Linked DNA regions of Rattus norvegicus: region 1 is linked to region 2. Evidence: chromatin contacts called from public Hi-C data. All regions are on one chromosome and are shown on one strand. Each heading gives the region's core, a stretch centred on a gene start, on an enhancer-like site or on the middle of the called end of the contact. The rest is flanking DNA. Distances are from core to core; before and after follow the strand shown.

Region 1 (7,253 bases), core at 2,896-5,395, 68 kb after region 2:
AGAATTAAAGGTATGCACCATTACACCCAGCTGTCAGACATATATATTATTTTTATTATGACTTCAAAATGATGTTCCCAAAGACATGACTTGTCATCGAAATTACCAAAAGGGAGTTTTATTTATTTGTTTGTTTGTTTGTTTGTTTAATCATTATCAATGTGTGATGAGTGATCAACACTATAATGGGGTGGGGTGCAGTCTGTGTGCCATAGAGTGGCACAGTGTGTGTGTGTGTGTGTGTGTGTGTGTGTGTGTGTGTGTGTGAGAGAGAGAGAGAGAGAGAGAGAGAGAGAGAGAGAGAGAGAGAGAGAGAGACTCTTATTCTGCATCCCTGACTGGCCTCAAACTCACTATGTAAATCAGCCTGGCCTTGAGCTCAAAGAGATCTGCCTGCCTCTGCCTCCTGAGGGCTGGGATTAAATACATGCACTGACATCATACGTGGCTTGGGAGTTGCAATACTAGAAGAGAATAGTAACAGAGGTGCTTTCTTAGAAGGAAGAATTAAAAATTACCTCAGACCTTGGCACTTAAAACCCATTCTGATGTAAATGCTTCCGGTGTTTATGACAAGCAGAGGATTAGAATTCTTGGAGAGAGAGCTAACCCAACAAGCCATAGAGGAAACAGAATTCAAAAGGTGGTCATGGGTCTATGAAGTTGCATTGTGAGCACAGCTTACACCCAGGCAAGCTTTCCGCTGACTTGCTTAGCTCACACGTAAGAGACTGCAGATCCTCAAGCCATGGGCAGTAGAGCGTTAATGCAAACTCATTACTTCTCGGCAATTTCAGTATCTAAACAAAATCCCATTCCCAACACTAAACTTGACGATTTATGCATGCAACAAGAATTTGGTCTACAGGATGCTAGGCACTATCCAAGCAGTGAAGAAGATAGTGTCTCTTGAGTTTCCTGTGGTCTCGCCATCTGTCATAGGTGCAGGCACAGTTCAGGTGCAGGCTCATTCATCAAAAGCAGTCATAGGGTTGGGGATTTAGCTCAGTGGTAGAGCGCTTGCCTAGGAAGCACAAGGCCCTGGGTTCAGTCCCAGCTCCGAAAAAAAGAACAAAAAAAAAAGCAGTCATAAAGATCTTTTCCTTCATATATTTCCCCTTGGATTCCTAAAACATGTCAAGCAGCTTCTTGACCTCAGGTTTCCTTCTTTCCTTCCTCCCTTCCTCGTGTTTGTCTCTTTTTTCTTTTTTAAAGATTTATTTATTATTTATTTATTTATTTATTTATTATATAAGTACACTGTCACTGTCTTCAGACACACCAGAAGAGGGCATCACATCCCCATTACAGATGGTTGTGAGCCACCATATGGTTGCTGAGACTTGAACTCAGGACCTCTGGAAGAGCAGTCAGTGCTCTAAACTGCTGAGCCATCTCTCCATCCCTTGTGTTTGTTTTTCAAGACAGGGTTTCTCTGTGTAGCCCTAGCTGTCCTGAAACTCACTCTGTAGACCAGGCTGACCTCGAATTCAGATATCCAACTGCCTCTGCCTCCAGAGTGCTGGGATTAAATCTGGCTCCTACTCTTTCGCCCCTGGGCTCAAGTAAGAGGAATGACAAGATGATCCAATGTAGCTATCCTCAGGGACGGGCAACTTCCTCTGACCCTTGACCAATCTAAGGCAGGAACCTTGGGGGCGACAAGGTGATCCTATGACAGATAAGGCTGGGGTTTGAGAGGTCGATCCTAAGACAGAGGTGGCTACACCCCGTTTAAACGTACGGGCCGGTCAAATGCTCCTCTGCCCAGTTTCTCCCCCAATAAACACACACGTATAGCCCAGAACAGTGTGTTACAGCATAAGTTCATTTCTGGCCATTGGGGTGCAGTCCTAACTGCAAGAGTGGCTCGCCATGGCCGAGCTGGGCACTCTGTGAGGCATGTCTGATCTCTCTCAGACCACTACTTCCACCTAATGGTTTTTTATAAAAGAATAACGGGGGAGATGTAGTGCCATATTGGATTTGGGCCTGGCTGCTTTGTAACTGCATGGCCACAGTTAAGAAGTCATGGGATTGTTGGACAGAGGCCTCTCCCATGTATTTACGGCACAGGAAGAAAAGACCAAGTAGTAAACACCCGATATCTCCACTGCATGACCTCTGCTGAGCCCGGCTGATGCATGTGGAACTGACACACCTGGACCACACCTGGGTGGTGGTCAATTCACTTCTGCCTTTTACTTCCTCAGCCTTTATCCTTGAGATTTAGGCTGGTCTTCTGAGATTTCTCCCTAATTAATTCAGGTCTCGTAGTTGGTCTTTTGTTACCGAAGTCACGAGCCAGGTAGTCACGAGCCAGGGTTTCCCACTGTGCTTCCCAGTTATTTTCTACCTGGAGACTTGGGTATATAAGTGGTGAATAAAGCTACAGGAGACTCTCACTATTCCTCTCACTCTCACTATTCCTCTCACTCTCACTATTCCTCTCACTCTCACTATTCCTCTCACTCTTCTTCCTCACTCTCACTCTTCCTTCCCATCTTCCTCTCTCTTCCTCTCTCTCTCTCTCTCTCTCTCTCTCTCTCTCTCTCTCTCTCTCTCTCTTCCTCTCTTCCTCTCCTGGCTTGACACGATAACCTGTGTGTGTGTATGTGTGTTTCTTTCATCCCGTAGGCTTTCGCCCGATTCTCGGTACCAGGTCGGTGCTGGCGCCGACAATTAAAGGCTAAAGGTGTTCATTACCACTACCCTGTGAGTCTAGGTTTTCTATATGCTGAGTCCTTTTCTAGAACATTCCTGCCTCTAGCAGGTCACTGACAACCTGTGGATCTCAACTCAGTGGTCTTTTCTTACAGAAACTTTAGCTGACTCTTTAGCTGAGTCTCAGTCCCCCAGTTGTCTTATTGTAAAACACATTACAGTTTTTCTTCATGATATATATTGGTGAGGGACAGGACTTCATGTAGCCTAGGCTGGTCTTGAACTCATAATGTGGCCAAGGATAGTCTTTGAGCTATGTTCCACCTGCTTCCTTTCCCAAGCCCAGGGATCCTAAGCACACACCAACACGCTTGGTTTAATGTAGAAGCAGCGCCTTAAACATGCTCAGCTCCAACCAAGTACAGCTGAGCTGCAACCCCAGTTCTATCACTGTTGGGGTTTGGGGCTTGATTGTTTGTTTGTTTAATGTGTTTGAGTGTTTTACCTACATGTATGTCTGTACACCATATATACCTGATGCCCAGAGAGGTTAGAAGGTGACTGGAGTTATAGGTAGGGCTGGGAATTTAACTTCAGTCCTATGCAAGAACAGTTAAATGCTCGTAAGTAAGAGGCCATCTCCTGCCACCACTATTACTGTGTTCAATTGCATCTTTTTGTGGTTGTTTTTGTTTGTTTTTGATATTTTATGTGTGTAGGTATTTTAATTGCATGTATATCTGTATACCACATGCATGCCTGATATGAGTGGAGACCAGAGGAAAATGTTGGATAATCTGGGACTGAAGTTATGCGTGATTGTGGGCACCATGTAGGTGCTGGGAATTGAACTTGTGTCCTATGGAAGAGCTCTCAAACACTGACCCATCTCTCTAACCCAATTATTTTTTTTTTTTTTTGAGACAGGAACTCTGTGTAACCCTGACTGTCCTGGAATTCACTTTGTAGACCTGACTGGCTGGCTTTTCATTCACAGAGAGCCAGCAACCCCCACCTCCCCAGTGGTGGGATCAAAGGTCTGCACCACCATGCCCAACTGTGTAATTAGTTTTGAATTTCACTTTGTTCTGTTCATTTCAGGCTTTATTTATTTTATTTTTATTACACTTACGTGAGTGCCCATGTCACTGTGCACACATGGTCGTCAGAAAGAGCTGTTTGCAGGAGCTGGTTCTCTCCCTCTGCCACGTGGGTCCCACATGCTGAACTTCGGCCATCAGGCACCTTTACCTGCTGAACCATGTCTCCCTCCCCCCATTACTGGCTTTTAAAAAAAGGAAGGAAGGCAAGCACACGATGCACATACAAAACACTCGTGCACATGAGTAAATAATACATAAATAGATATCGAAAACCTTTCAATTAAAAACACCTAAAAGTAAGCGACTGGGGATACGGTTTAGAGGTGAAATGTTGACTGGGCAGGAGCCTGTACAAAGTCCACAGCCACACCTCCTCATCTGTCTCGAGTATCACCACTCCCTAATGACCAAGCATTCAGATATTTGTGCCTATAGGGGTCATTCCTATTCAAACCACCACACTTTTGATACTAGTTTCTTTTAGCATTTGATTTCCTTGTTTATAATGATGAACTTTCTGAGCTGCTGCCATAACCAAATGAAGCCTTAGAAAAATGTTCTACCCCATCTGTTTTATTTGTTTGCTTTTCTTAATTTTTTAATTTTTTTATTTATTTTTTCTTTTTTCTTTTTTTCGGAGCTGGGGACCAAACCCAGGGCCTTGCGCTTGCTAGGGCTTTTTTTTTTTTTTTTTTTTTTTTTTTTATTAGTCCAGGTTGATCTCTGAGTTCGAGGCCAGCCCAGTCTACAGAACAAGTTCCAGGACACCTAGGACCTCACAGAGAAACACTGTCTCAAACAAACAAAACAAATAAAATTTATTTTGAGATTTTTATCTTTTATATATTTAAATGTTTAGCATGCTTGTGTGTCTGTGCACCACTTGCATGCAGTGTCCTCAATGGCCAGAAGAGGGCAGCTAATCTAAGACTGGGATCTTTGTTATGGGTCATGTGGTATCTGGGAATTGAACCCAGAACCTCTGGGAAAGCATCAGGGGCTCTTAACTGCCATCCCTTGAGGGCCCGATCTGTTGTTCTTTTGAGACAGGGACTCAAGTGACTCAGGCTGGGCCTGAACTCACGTTTGTTCTTGCCTGTGTGAGTCTATAATATGTACATGTGTTATGGTGTGCATATGGAGGTCAGAAGGTCAGAGGGCAACTCTCTGGAGTCAGCTCTCTCTCTCCACATTTATGTGACTCAGAGGCTTGAACTCAGGCTGTCAAACTTCTGTGGTAAGCACCTTTGCTGACTGAGCCATCTTGCCAGCCCCACAGAAGATGACCTAGTTCTGCCTTCCAAGTGCCCGTGTCTACATGTGTGCCACTAGGCCTTCTTTTTTCTCTCCTTTTTTTTTTTTAAATGCATGTGTTTACAATCATGTGGAAGTTTGAAGACAACCTCAGGTGTCATCCTCGGGATCACCCTTTATCTCCTTTGACACAGTATCTCTTGGTAGCCTGGAGCTCACCAATTAGGCTAAGCTGACCTGCTGTTGAGCCTCACAGGTCTTCTTGAGCACTCCTCCCCAGTGCTGGGATTTACAAATGTGCACCACCACACCTGGCTGCTTTCCTTCTCTACACAAACAAATAAACAAGGTCTTGTAGCCCTAGGTCTCCTAGAACTCATTCTGCAGACCTGGCTTGTGACACACTCAGAGATCCACCTGCTTCTGCCTCCCAAATGCTAGAGTTAAAAGGTGTGCACCACTGTACCCATCCCTAAAGATTTGTTTTGTTTTGTTTTTTTCATTTACGTGTGTATCATTTGACTGCCCACCATGGAGACCACAAGAGATTATCCAATCCCCTGGAGCTTGAGTCACAAGCAGCTGTGAACCACATGACACAGACGCTGGGGACTAACCTATCATTTTCACTTGCTCTAGATTGGATTGGGTGTCTTCACACTTGCAGGCTGAGTGCTCTATGACATCCCCTTAGTCTTCCTGTTTGTTTATTTGTCTTTGATGAGCTCTCTCTCTCTCTCTCTCTCTCTCTCTCTCTCTCTCTCTCTCTCTCTCTCTGCAGCCCAGGCTGGTGTCAAACTCACACTCTTGGTGATCCCCTTGCCTCCGCCTCCCAAATGCTGGGATTACATGTTCTCCCACCCCAAACTTTAGTCTCTGCGTAGAAAGTAGAATCAGACAGAGGGGATCTATAATTCTGACCTCAGTTCAGATGTACTGAGAAAATTGGATGAGACTCACTGGAGGAGATTAGAATAATTAGAGGAGAGTCAAGTCTTTCCTCTTGAATGGTGACCTAAAATGCACGGGCTATGTGTGAAAGAAGCTTTGAACAACAGAGCTACGGAGCAGCTGCACTCCCTCCAGGCCCTCTAAGCACGGCCATTCTGAACTCTCTTTGTTCCTTGTCCTTTTTTTGTTTTTTAAAGGCAGGGTCTCTCATCGTAGCCCAGGATGGCCCTTCAGCCTCCTCGGTGCTGGAGTTGCAGGCACGGCCAGCTCACTTTGCATTGTTTCGCATTTGGCTTCTGAATATACTCTTACATCTCCGGGACACCTAGAACTCTAAGTGTAAAGTGTCTTCCCTGGGAAGACAGTCATTGGCCTCTTGAAGTCACTGGGCCATCAGCCTGGCTCCTTGTTCTTCCTCTTAAAGAGCGCTCAGATGTGAATGCCCACAATGGCCCTCATTCAACTATTCATTTATCTGACTTTTTTTTTCCTAAAATTCCTCTGGGATGGTAGGCACTGATCTGGGGTCTAGGGATACCGTCTTGGGTAACATAAAACATGGATTCTACTGTTTGAGACAGTTTCCTGTAGCCCAGCTAGCCTCGAACTTGCTGTGTAGCTGAAGATGACCCTTGCTTCTGATTCTCCTATCTTCAGTTCCCAAGTGCTAACTCACAGAGTGTGATATCTTTCCTGTTTTATTTATTTGGGGGGGGGGGGGGAGGGTTTCACAGCATGGCACACATATGGAATCAGGATACAACTTGTGGGAATAGGTTCTCTCCTTCCACCATGTGGGTTCTGGGGATCAAACTCAGGCCCTCAGACTCACTGGCAATCACCTTTACCCATGGAGCCATTTTAGCGGCCCCAGCACATCTGGCTTTTAGTGTTGCTTGGGATGCAGCCGAGCAAGGCTTCCTGGAAGCTAAGCAAGCACTTAGGACCTGAGCTACATTTGCAGTCCCAAATCTTTGCAAACGTTTTTCCTTTCCATGCTGGGAACCAATCCCAGGGCCCTGTGCTTGTTAGGCAAGCAATATACCACTCACTGAGACACACCCACAGCCTTCACACTATACTTTTGAAACTTACATTGGAGTAAGAGAGACAGTTAAATTAATATAGGGAAGGCTCAGTCTACTGCTACATTTCTAGAACATTGTTCCCAACATATCACAGCTACAACTTGGGGAGAAGGGAAGTGCAGGGAGCATGGATGGCAAGCAGACGCAGATGAGCAAAGGTTGGTCAACACAGCCTGCTCAGTGGAATCGCTCC
Region 2 (7,332 bases), core at 1,388-3,887:
GAAGAGCTAGCAGAGGAGCAGAGCTCTCCCAGCCATAGCTAGTGCCCAGGGACCTGGGTCTGTTGCTTTTGCTCTGACAAAACTGCTGTCATAGATGACAAAACCATAAACTTAGAATAACAGCAAGGGCCACTTCATCCTGCCCAGGTTTCCAAACAAATGCAGGTTATAATCCCAGCATCAGTACAATATTTCACAGCATTTCTTCCTTCAGTCTTTCAGAAATTTTATATTAGTATAACCCAAAGTCCTTGAATTTAAAAACAAAACAAACAAACAACCCGGCAGAATGGTGGCTAGAGACCTAGCTCAGCAGTTATGAGCACTGCCTGCTCTTTGCAGAGGATCGAGGTTCAGTTCCTAGCAGAGGATCGAGATTTAGTTCCTAGCACCCATATCATAACTCACTCTAGTTCCTGGGGACCCAATACCTTGGGCACCAGGAACACATATAGTATACATACATACATGCAAACAAAACACAATATGTGAAAGTATTTTTTAAAAAGATAGCATAAGTAAGCTTTTAAGTCTCATTGTCTGGTTGGCTTTTATTTTTAGAGACAGGATTTTCCCATGTAACCTGAGCTTTCCTGGTACTCTATGTGTAGCCTAGGCTGGCTCTGAACTTGTAGTAATCCTCTTGCCTCAAGTCTTCCAAGTGCTGGGGTTACAGGTATGTGCCATCAAACCCAAAACTTTAAATCTTCAGTTTAAATAAACTTAGTGGACAATTCTTTAAAAATAAGTAGTTTAATAATGGAGCTTTCCTAAGTATTTCAATAGTTCCTGTCTCGGCATCAAGTATAACTAAGCCCAAATGATATCCAATCCAGACATGCTGTAAGGGAAACCACCTGATCCCTGCTACCCCTGAACACACTCTTAATCAGGAACAGAAGTCTCCAGATTTGATCCCATTATGGATTCTAAATCCAGTTAATGTCCTTGAAAGAAGGGGATGTAAAGGTCACAGAGGGAGAATGCCATGTGTGCTCTAAGACTTGCATGGTCGGCCTATAAGAAAGCTGGAAGAGCTAAGCAAGCATCTTTCTGCGGCCCTTCAACACCTTAGTTCTGGACTCAGCCTCCAGGAAATGGGAAAAGATTTTTTTTTTCCAGTCTATGAATTTGTAGTGAGTATAGCTAAGAAATCAACACAGAACATGAGAAGAGGTGTGTCTACAAACGCTTCATACCAAAGCTCTTCTAGACCTAAAGGACCATGTACCTCTGGTCACATCAATTGGCAAATGTCTCTAAACATTTTTATGCTGGGATTGTACTACTCTCAAAGACAACTGAGAGAAAACCAACCCAACCAAAATGCAAACAAAGTCATCACAAGGACAAAGAAAATGAAGGACTCAAGCGTTAGTTGGCCTTTTTCCCTTGACTTCTGTACTTAAATCCTACGCAGATCACAAAGTCAGGGCCTGCCTTCCCTTTCTGGAACAGCAGCTCCATTCTTGCATTGGGTCTACACAAAGCCATCACTGGTGTGCCATCCATGAGCCTGTCACATCCTGCTAGCCCTGTCTCCAGACCTTCACGAAGTGACTGTCTTCTGACTTCCTCACTGTGGCTGGGGTCTTCCCTTTGTACTCAGAGCTTTCTGTCCGACAGCCTTCAGTCTGTAAACACCAGAGCCACTGAGTCTGTGGTTGCTAAGGGCACACAGCACAGCCGAGGTGGCTTTAAACCTAAGTGTCCTGCAGGCCAGGGCCATTCAGAATCTGGGTGGCTTTGTCAGGCTCACAGTGTACCCTTCAAGTGTCACATGAGCTCCTTGCTTCCTTAGAGCACCAATCCCATCCACCCCATGGTCTAACCACTTCCCAAACCCAGCTCTTCCAGGCCTTCCTCGAGTGTCACCTTATCTAAGAGGGAAATGTCTCGTGGGCAGCATTTGGTTCTGTCCACGCCTGGGTCCTAGAGTCTAGGACGGCCAGTGCATAGCAGCACTCATGCTAGTTGCATGTGGTGCATTCGCTGGAAGAGCATCTCGGGAGTCTGTTCACTGTCCTTGTTTCCCTCCCAAGTTCAATAACTGGGGAGCATGCACCAGAGGAAGCAAAGGCAGAGAGCAACTGCTTCACAATGGCTTTCCTCTTTGGGCTTTGGCCTCTACCCTCTTGCCCCTGGATATATAGAAATTTACAACTAAAACTTCTTTGATGCCAACAGAGACCTCAGAGCCTTGATCTCACAACAGAGCAGGCCCTTAGGTTTTAACCAGGTCAACTGCTATAGCTGTAAAGCAAACCTTTGCAAGTTCCCACAGTTTAGACTGGGATCTGGTGCCAGCCTCTCAGCTTCTGTGGACTGCACCGGACAATGGTCACCTGTAAGCTCCAGGGGCCCCAGAGCCCACCTTCCTACAGCAATCCAGGGAAAGGTATGTGCTGTCCTTGCTGCAGCGGCTTCCTTCCTTGCACACAGTTCCCTCACAACCCTTCCCTTCTCTGGTTCCATCAAACCACAGAGCTCTGGGTGCAGTGACATTCTTGTGGGACCTTCTTTTGATTAAGAGTTTCTGAGACTTCTGCAAGGCTCAGCATAGCTAGGGAGGTGCCACTGCTGAAGTTACTGCCCACATGGGAGACATCCAAAACTGGCTTTCAGTCTCACCAGAGGGACAAGGTTCAAGCACCCAGAACTTTCCCGACACAGCGCGATCTTTTAGACTCCTGAGATAACACCCCCATGACTCCATGCAGGCTTCTCTCTCTTAGGAACTCTCTCCTAAACCTGCACTTTCCCCCTTCCTGCTTGTACCTTGGGGATAAAAAGAAGGTTCAGGGTTTTCTTTCTTTCTTTCTTCCTTCCTTCCTTTCTTTTTCTTTTCTTTCAAGACCATGTAGCTTGCTTTTTAGTCTAGGATGACTCTGAACTCACAATCCTCCTGCCTCAACCTCTCAAGTGTTGGGAATATGTGTGCAGCACCACACTAGCTGTTGGGTTCTTCACTCTAATCCTCCACTCTAGGGTTTTGACATGTCTCCTCTCTATGCCACTCCATTCTCCCTCAGCCACAGACTCTCAAACATTAAAGTAAAACAAAATGGTGATAAGGGGCGAGGAAAGATGGGGGGGACCAAAACAGGCCTCTAGCTACCCTGTGCCTCCAATCCAAACTGCAGGAGCAACAGACAGGGTTGCCTTACTCTTCTACATCAGAGACTTGGGAGGCTCCTGTCCTCAGAGCCCCTTTGCTCTGAGTCTGTCCTTTCCACAGCCAACACACTCAACACTTTCTCTACGGTGAATCCAGGGATCTGCCGACTTCAGGTTTCCTACTAGTCAGAGAACTGGAGGCAAAGGCTGCTTTCTCCTCGCTGTCCCTTGACCAGGTCAAGAGTGGGAGAAACAAGTACAGTCTTACATGCCTATGGACCTAGCACACGCCTGTTGTTTAAAAGATGAAGAGGACGGGGAGGAGGAGGAGGAGAAGGGAGGAGGAGGGAGGGGGAGAGAGGAAGAAGAGGAAATAATATTAAAGGGTGGGGAGATGGCTCAGTTGGTGGTATGGACTATCAGCACATACAACATGCGACAACACATGCCTAAGATCTCTGCAGTAGACAGCAGGAGACAGGATGACCCTGGACCCCCTGGCCAGGCAGGCAGGCAAATCGACAAGCTCTGGGTTCACTGAGAGACCCTGCTTCAAAGGATAAGGTGGAGAGCAACTAATAAGGACACCCGATGTTGACTTCTGGCCTCCACCCACACTCATACACACTAGTGTGCACGCACAAGCATGCGCACACATACACAGCAGATTCCTGACTTCTCTCAGTCTTCAGAAGTGCAGCGGGTCAGGGGGTGGCAGCTGCCCACCACGATAAAGCTGGGAAAGGCCGCGATGGCTAAAGGGAAGGGGATGTATCTAGGCAGACAGGAAACCAATGTGGAAAGCAAGAGGGTGAGAAGCAAACGGAACAGACAGAAGGCATGAACAGGAAGTCAGGAGGCAAAATGAAAGGCCGCTGCAGCCAATGGGAGCATCTGTGACCCAGCAAGGACATCTATGACCTGAGCTGAAGAAGACAACATCACAAGGGCAGGAAGTCAGGGTCTAATGGGAGAAACAGGTACTGACCATCTGTGACCCCCACTGAAGATGCCAGGATCCATGGTGACTGCACGACAGCACTGAAGGACAAGCTCAAAGAAAGCAAGCAACTGCTTGTCTCAGCAGGGTTCAGTACCTGCATCTTCTAGAAGCAACGTTAGGGACTCCCTTGGAAGCTGTTGGGCTGAAGGACAGGAGCCCAGAACTTGTTCAGTCAGCAGACACAGTGTGGTTTTCCTGCAGAGAAGCTGATGCTGCTCCTGTGTGGAGTCACACACCAAAGCAGCTGGATCCCCTGCTCCCTGTTCAACCCAATCCACCATGACAAAGTGCCACACTGGCCTAGCACCTTTTCTTCTTCCAAACCACTGGCCAGCCAGCCCCTCAGTCTCTCTGAGGCTATGTGACCTTCCCTGACAACTTCCATTTAAGCTGAGGTCTATCAGACACTCTGGGAAAGACAAGGGTGAAAGAAAGCTTACAGGAATGTAGTGGCAGTGGGGACAACTTGTCCAAAGCAAATGGCACCAACAAGCTTCATTCAAAGAACCATCACCAGTAAAGACGAACCCCAGAAATCCTGTGGTTTAGCTGGCACTGATACAGGCAGGGACATTTGGATTAACAGAGTCATAGAAGAAGAGCCCTGAAGGGCAGTGCTTCTCATGTGGGTCCCATCCCAGAAGCAAGCATCAGCAGGGGGCTGTCGGAAGTACCCGAACCAAGGCTCACTGAATCAGAGACACTGGGCTGAGTCCAGTAATCTGTGTTTCCACAGCCATTCAGTGATTCCAAAACCTGCTGAAGTGTGAGAGCTACGGTCCAAACCGGGAGTCAGTACATTTTTCCTCTACAAGGCCAGATAATAAATAGTTTAGGTTTTATGGGGTTGTCTGCAACTGCAGCACAAAAGAAGCTGTCGACAACATGCAGACCAGTGGTGTGATCTAAGTAACAGGGCACAGTTGGCCTTTAGGGACACACACAAGGCCGCCCTTCAGCAGCTGTAATGTGCTGACCTCTCTCCGGGGTGGTAAGATTCAGTGAGAGCTGACGGCCATGTCAGTCTCCATTCACTCGTTTTCCCATTCATCCACTCGCTCGCTCACTCACAGAACAGCTTTGCCTACTTTTTCCTTCAGCAATTGGAAAAATTCTCCCAGCTGCCTGGGTGAGCCCTCATTCACTGGGGGCTCTCTGCCTTCCCACCCAGAGGCTACATCATCAAGTGACTTAAAGTAGGGAGCAGACAACAGCCCGCTGACGTTACCCCATGGTCCTTTCGTTCCTCCTCAGCCACCTAGCTCAGGCCCTCCACTAGATTCCACAGCTCCAGTACCTGTGTCTGACCACACAGCACTCTCACCACCACAGCCGTGAGACCTTCTGGACCACTGCTGTCTGACACTGTGCTCTACCACGTCCAGAGTGCCACCGTTTCCCTCTCCCTACCTACCCAGCCTAGCTGCCACAGACCAGCAAAGGATTTTTAAATTTTCTTAAAAAACAAAAACAATATTATTTTACAGGCACACATTTTTCTCCTTTACCCTCTCCCCTTGTTGCACTTATCTGGCAAAACACCAGTCTGTATTAACCCTATCCATGCCTATGGTGGCTAGGAACTGCTGGAAGAAGACAGTTCACAGACTACAACCCTCAAAAGATACTCAAGCCCCGCTGTCTAGCTGTCCACACTCCAGAACAAGTCTATGCCTGTTGTCTCTGATTCCCAAACTTTATTCTCTCTCAGCTCACCAATGGGGGAAAATATTATAATTACTCTGCTTCTGCTGCTGCATCTAAGCAACCAGTGGTGTGACGGTCCCTCCCCACTGTCAGAACGGTCAGTGTCCCCATGTTTCTACAGGAATCAAAATCAGCCCCTACGTAAGCACTGAATGCATCACTACCTGCCTTCCCAGAAACTTCACACAGCTACCCGTCTTTCTTCCTAAGCTATTTAAGATCCATCCTTGGCAAGGAAAATCATTAAAATGAAATACTGAAAAAATGTTTCCTCTGGGTCACTGACAGCTCAACAGGGAGGAGAAGCACTTGCCACATAGACCTAACAGGCTGAGCTCAATCCCCAGGACCCAACAACAACAACAAAGAGATCAGCTTAGCTGCACAACCCTGGCACTCCTACAGAGACAGGAGGATTACCTAGGCATTTGAACTCACAGTGATCCTCCTGCTTCAAGATCCCAAAGTGAACACCTCCAACAGCTACAAAACCATTAGCCAATCATTTCAGCAGCTGCCTCTACCTCCCACTTGTTCCTCAGCCCTCTCCAATTCGGCTTCCATAGGACCTACAGCTATAACCCCTGCCTGTGAGCCCTGCTGCCCAAACAGCAGGGCTTCTCTGTGATTTGCTTCGGTCCCTCACCAGCACCCACCATCCTTCTTGAAGCATCTCCTCTCAGTACCTCAGAGTGTCAGACATGTGAAGGCCTCGTTAAGCCTGGAGACGGTTTTGCTTTCTGGTTTTAAAGAGGTCAGCACGCTTACAGCAAAGGTGATTATACGTATGCTGCTCAGGCTATCTTTGCTCAGGAAATGGCACTCACCATTTGCTCAATTCTTAAAAATGTAAAATCCACATAGCAGCCAGGTGTGATGCTAATCCCAGCACTGAGGGGGCAGAGGCAGGCAGATGGAGGCCAGGAGTTCAAGGCCAGGCTGGTCTACCTAGCAAGTTCCAGGTCAGTGAGATCTGTCTCAAAAAAATTAAAAAAAAAAATTAAAACAAAGAAGACTCCTTTCCTAAATAGTCAACTAAAAGCAGCTCCAGGAAGTCTGACATGGCCCCTCCCGATGCAGCCTCTGGCTTGCTTTGCCGTGACAGACCACAGGTACAGACTCTGACCCAGCACACGGCAGGCCCACAGACTGCTGGGCTTAAAAGAGTGAGCAAGTCACAGGCTTTCTGTCACAGGGTGCTCACAGCAGGGAACTAACTCCTGATGCAGATAAGAGCTCTCCAAAACAAAATAAATAAAGGCGAATTTTAAAGATGTCTTTAAGGGGTTGGGGATTTAGCTCAGTGGTAGAGCGCTTGAGCGCAAGGCCCTGGGTTCGGTCCCCAGCTCCGGGGGAAAAAAAAAAAGATAAAGATGTCTTTAAAGGAAACACACTTGGCCTCATGTAGGCTTTTGAAACTGCAAAGCTCACCGCCAGTGATACACCTCCCACAGCAAGGCCACGCCTCCTAATCCTTCTCAAATAGCAAGACTTTCTGATGACTA

Evidence for each region. A called contact is a pair of places that touch in the nucleus more often than the background predicts.
Region 1: a contact with region 2 is called in a Hi-C map of liver, with 2.4 times the contacts expected there. The contact joins two enhancer-like sites. A contact is called at or near these places in 2 of 12 Hi-C or Micro-C datasets (liver and mammary epithelial cells).

What each region holds. Positions count from the first base shown.
Region 1 is chr18:28,357,361-28,364,613 of GRCr8, forward strand. No RefSeq gene overlaps it. Among named protein-coding and RNA genes, the nearest start is that of Pfdn1, 20 kb to the left of the region's middle. Within about 2 kb of position 4,146, at least 4 of the 93 cell types and tissues checked have an H3K27ac peak or open chromatin away from gene starts, as enhancers often do. A contact at or near this core is called in liver, where this site is marked.
Region 2 is chr18:28,290,439-28,297,770 of GRCr8, forward strand. The region is part of intron 3 of Pfdn1 (prefoldin subunit 1); the gene reads right to left. Among named protein-coding and RNA genes, the nearest start is that of Pfdn1, 47 kb to the right of the region's middle. Within about 2 kb of position 2,638, at least 3 of the 93 cell types and tissues checked have an H3K27ac peak or open chromatin away from gene starts, as enhancers often do. A contact at or near this core is called in liver, where this site is marked.